Regions from separate parts of the Muntiacus reevesi genome. Here region 1 is linked to region 2. The links are chromatin contacts, called in public Hi-C maps. All regions are on one chromosome and are shown on one strand. The core of a region is the stretch at or near the end of the contact, and the rest is flanking DNA. Distances in the headings are between cores, read along the strand shown.

Region 1 (2,700 bases), core at 128-2,627, 340 kb after region 2:
GTCTACTTACCATGGAAGCCTTACATAGCAACTTGAACAGAATAAATTTTTAGTAAATGGATTCAAGTCACTTGATGAGGTGAAATCCTTAGAAGCAAAATGAAGCAGCAACATGTGTTCTTAGCTAACTGGACAAAGATACCCAAAGATGCTACATAGCTGTTCACGGTTTCCATCCTGAAGACAGTGTGTTCCTAGGAGCTTATAAAGGAAATAATGGGGATCTGAAAGATACTTTGCAATTTTTTTTTTAAGTATGGAAATCATTCTTTTATTCATGGTAAGAAAGCAAACTATCACAATAATAACACTCTAAAAACTCACTGACGATATTTAAGCAATGACTAGATGACCTTTTGTACAGGGTTATCATGGAAGGGCTTCTCCATCTGCTGGGAGGTTGGACCAGATATCTACTAAGGCCCCATCACTCCCCAAAGTCCAAGAATCCAAGTGATAAATAGCCAATTTTTTTCTTATCCAACATAGCCAAATCCAAATATATTAACTGAGAGTTATTACCTGTTTCCTGGTAAATTTCATCAGCTTTACTCTTGGAAAATGAGAATTTTCAACATAACCATGTTTCAGTGGTTTGAGTAGAACAAATTTACAGTCAAGTCCCTCAAAATGCTTGCTTGGAATTCTGAAATAATCTTCTGGAAGTACCTTGGAGCCACCTTCCTGGACTGTGAAATTTTGTACTGCCAGAGGAATCTGTTTAGGGACAACATCCACCAGGATTTCAAGTCTGCTCACAGCTTGGAAGCCACTCATAACATCCAGTATAAAACGGTCCTGTTGTTGGTCAGGCATTGTCTGTACATAATGGATGTAACCATCATCAACATCCTGCTGCGTAAACATCAAAGGGAACTTCTCCTCTGTACCCACGCTACCCTCCTCCGGTAAAGACCTTCGAAGGTATCCATGCACTGGCGGAGTTCTAACAATGAACACTGCCTCTGAAGGAACAAGGTCTTCATGCACAGCCTTGAGTGCACATTAACAACATAGAGACACAAAAAGAAAAACACTAATCTACGGAAGAGTCAAGACTCTTGATGAACCAAATTTTTTTTCTATTAATGTTCACAAATGGCTTAAGTTACAATCCAGGTTAAGACACAGTTTAAGCCTGGGTCTGTTCTGGTAACCATGCTAATATTTCGAATTTTAGTCCTGATCACAAAGACAAAGCAACATTTGAACAGTTACTAATGTATTATCAAGATATCATTCACAGTGGCAAGAAACCTAGGACTCAGAAAATAGGGCTGAAAGAAATAAACTGGTATCTAGAGAAGGCATAAAAGATGATAGAAGAAGTAGCAGTTAAAGTACTTAAAGCAGTTAAACTTTAACTTGTTAAAGCAGTTAAAATTGCAAGGCTTTAAAGGAAAGTCTATTTTTAAACTAGCTCAGCATTTTGAATATACATTTAATTTACTGATTCAGCAAAATTCATCTCAAAACTTTCTGTGATAGATTTATAGTCCATGAACTGTGTACACCCCCTTGTGGTGAAACTTAAATTCTCTAAGATCCTGAAAAATAATTGAGAAAAAAGCTGGGGGGCTCCATATTCTCTTGGTCAAAACTCATTATTCAGTAAATTGCTCTGACTTGAATTCATTTCTGCTGCTGCTGCTGTTCAGTCGCTCAGTCGTGTCTGACTCTTTGCGACCTCATGGACTGTAGCCACCAGGCTCCTCTGTCCATGGGATTCTTCAGGCAAGAATATTGGAGTGGGTTGCCATGCCCTCCTCCAGGGGATCTTCCCAACCCAGGGATCGAACCCAAGTCTCCTATACTGCAGGCAGATTCTTTACCACTGACCCACCAGAGAAGTCCCAATTCATTTCTACTTGATGTTATTGGCTGTATTTAGCAAGCAGGCAAACTTGTTTTTCAGTCCTGAGGGTAGATTCAGAATAGCTTGCATTTGTGGCCAACTGTCATAAATCAGTTTACGTACCCTGCACAGATTACTCATTCTCCCCTAACTCTGATCAGCAGGGCTGTGCTGCTAGAAGCTCTCAAGTCGGAGCCTCAGGAAACCAGGCGGCTTCTGGTGTGAAGGTTCACCCTTGGCATTCCCCGGGTCTGGGCCAATTTATCCATCAATTTCAAGAAACTACACAAGGCCACATTCAGAGCTAAAGAAATAAACTGTGCAATATAGTATCCTCGTCTGTTTTAGGAATCCTTTTTATGTCTATTAAATTACACTTTTATACCCTGCTTCACCACATTACAAATGTAACTCAGATCAAATGAAATATTGGCAGTGTTGCCATGAAAGATGAAAAAAGTGATGACCTCTTCATTGACTATAATATATACATTCCCTCCTCCTTTGCAGGTTATTCTACATTATAAACATATATGCATACTCGTGTGATCTTGTGCACACAGCTTTAAAATGAAGGGATTTTAGGATTCTTTATATTCCATTTCCAACTATAGAACAATTAGCAGCATCAAAATCATGGAACTTTCTGGCTTTTCTTCTCAACGGCATCTGCATTTTTAAAAAGTCATTCCAAATACCAGGAGAGAAATCAGCACAAATTAGCTCTCAGAAGCAAACAAAGAGATCACTTGTCCCTGCGGTTCCAGAGGGGGAGAATGCTGGGAGCTGGGACCCCCACCTACCTGGAGCCTTTCTCTACTCAGTTTTACTGGTTTTCCTTCTTC
Region 2 (2,700 bases), core at 58-2,557:
GAGGGGATTCTGAGAAGAAAAAGCTTTAGGCAAATTATACTCTGAAAGAAAAGAAGATGTGAAATAAGGCAACTCTAAGAGATTGGAGTTGATTAAAACTTCAGGAAGTGATTTTATCTACTTATCTTAAAAATAGTATAAACATAGTGAGACAAATGGATGGAGAGGGATGGTCACTGAGTCCAGGCTAGGAGCAGGGGTCTGAACACTGGTACCCTTCCTCCAGCACATATCCGGAGGCTGTAATTTTAGGACCCCTGTTCTCTTTATGATGAGAAGGAAATGGCAACCCACTCCATTATTCTTGCCTGGAGAATTCCATGGACAGCAGAGGCTGGTGGGCTACACAGTCCAGAGGGTCGCGAGGAGTCGGACACGACTGAAGCGATTTAGCATTCTCTTTATGAAGGAGGACAAGGTTTTTGCTTTTCAAAATAACAGCAGCAGCAGCAAACACTTGAACTGTGCTTCCCACCTATAATGCAAGTTCTCTGTTTCATTTTCCTCATCTGTAAATAGAGATTCCACGATTACCAAATCCCCACAACAAATCCAGGAGTGCAGAAAATGACTTGCTCAAGGTCATACAGGCAGGGATTAGCAGAAGACAGATTGACCCCAGTAGCCTGGAGCGGAAGCTTAAACTCTCATTCACGTGATTTAGGAAGGGGACGGGACACAGGCAAAATGCAAGCTCTCTCAACACATTTATTTTAGTGTAAACTCTCCAGTGCCTCCCTCTGCTACACCACCCTTAGCTCTTAATTGGTGAAACGCAGCGCCTTCCTTACTTTGCTCTCGTCACTCTCCTCTCTTTTTTGACCAACAGCCTCCAGTCAGGGAGCTTCTCCGTCAGTTTACAGCGCACCTCCCGGCATCCCGTCTTTCTTAGCCCAATAGCTAACATTCATTGAAAATCCTTCAACAGACGCGTGGGTTATGTCATTGTACGAGTATTCACTGAACGCTCAGAGTGGGAACGTTAATCAGCAATGAAAATATTAACTTACTTTCTAAGATACTTTTTTTTTTTAACTTAAAAGCCTAAAAAAGAAAGATCTCAGTTCACTTCTGAATAGAAACCTTCACCCTCAAGCTCTCATCCCTGCGCCTCACTGAACGGCATTGGCCACAAGGGGGCAGTGGCGGCCACGGAGTCGAACCTGGGGGCGTGCGCGGCGGCTCGGCCATCGCTTGCTCTCGCCTAGCGCGCGGCTCTCGGTCGTGGATTAGCGCAGCTGGGGACGTGGGAGGCCGCGGGCCCCGCCCCCGACCGGCGGCGGCGGCGGCCCAGCGCGGCAGTCTGCGCTGCTGGCGGAGCGGCGCGGAGGGCGCGACCAGCGGGTGGGGGCCCAGGAGTGTGTGCTGCCTTCGGAGCTCCTCTCGGCGCGCCAGGGCGCGGGCACGACCGCGGGCCCCTCGGGCGGGCGCCAGGCTCAGGGCGCCGGGAGTCGGGGGGCAGCCCGCCGGGGTGCCGGGACCATGGCGTTGCGCGCCCGGGCGCTCTACGACTTCAGGTCGGAGAACCCGGGCGAGATCTCTCTGCGGGAGCACGAGGTGCTGAGCCTGTGCAGCGAACAGGACATCGAGGGCTGGCTCGAGGGGATCAACAGCCGCGGAGACCGCGGCCTCTTCCCGGCCTCCTACGTGCAGGTGATCCGCGCCCCCGAGCCCGGCCCGGCGAGCGACGGCGGCCCGGGCGCCCCGGGCGCCCCGGCCCGCTACGCTAACGTGCCACCCGGCGGCTTCGAACCCCTGCCCGCCGTGCCGCCCACCTCCTTCAAGCCGCCGCCCGACGCCTTCCAGCCGCTGCTGCAACCGCAGCAGGCGCCGCCGGTGAGCACCTTCCAGCCGCAGGGCTTCTCGTACGGCGGGAGCGCCCTGCAGCCGTCGCCGCAACAGCTCTACGGCGGCGGCGGCGGCGGCTACCAGGCCAGCCAGGGCAGCGACGATGACTGGGACGATGAGTGGGACGACAGCTCCACCGTGGCTGACGAGCCGGGCGCACTGGGGAGCGGCGCTTACCCGGACCTCGACGGCTCGTCGTCTGGGGGCGTCGGCGCTGCTGGCCGCTACAGCCTGTCCACGCGCTCCGACTTGTCGCTGGGCTCCCGCGGCGGCTCTGCGCCCCCGCAGCACCACCCGTCGGGGGCCAAGAGCTCGGCCACCGTGAGCCGCAACCTCAACCGCTTCTCCACCTTCGTCAAGTCGGGCGGGGAGGCCTTCGTGCTGGGTGAGGCGTCGGGCTTCGTGAAGGATGGGGACAAGCTGTGCGTGGTGCTGGGACCCTATGGCCCCGAGTGGCAGGAGAACCCCTACCCCTTCCAGTGCACCATCGACGACCCCACCAAGCAGACCAAGTTCAAGGGCATGAAGAGCTACATCTCGTACAAGCTGGTGCCCACGCACACGCAGGTGCCGGTGCACCGGCGCTACAAGCACTTCGACTGGCTGTACGCGCGCCTGGCCGAGAAGTTCCCGGTCATCTCGGTGCCCCACCTGCCCGAGAAGCAGGCCACCGGCCGCTTCGAGGAGGACTTCATCTCCAAGCGCAGAAAAGGCCTGATTTGGTGGATGAACCACATGGCCAGCCACCCGGTGCTGGCGCAGTGCGACGTCTTCCAGCACTTCCTGACCTGCCCCAGCAGCACCGACGAGAAGGCCTGGAAGCAGGGCAAGAGGAAGGCCGAGAAGGATGAG

The links. Hi-C and Micro-C count contacts between places; a contact is called where the count stands out from the background.
Region 1: a Hi-C map of blood shows a contact between it and region 2, with 6 times the contacts expected there. The contact joins the promoter of LOC136146510 here to the promoter of SNX18 in region 2. A contact is called at or near these places in 2 of 3 Hi-C or Micro-C datasets (blood and muscle).

Annotation. Positions count from the first base shown.
Region 1 is chr14:44,626,077-44,628,776 of mMunRee1.1, forward strand. It overlaps LOC136146510 (chondroitin sulfate proteoglycan 4-like), which reads right to left and starts at 1,378. Exons shown (of 4, transcript XM_065905417.1): 1 at 523-1,378. The coding sequence starts at 867.
Region 2 is chr14:44,288,565-44,291,264 of mMunRee1.1, forward strand. It overlaps SNX18 (sorting nexin 18), which reads left to right and starts at 1,308. Exons shown (of 2, transcript XM_065905128.1): 1 at 1,308-2,700. The coding sequence starts at 1,483.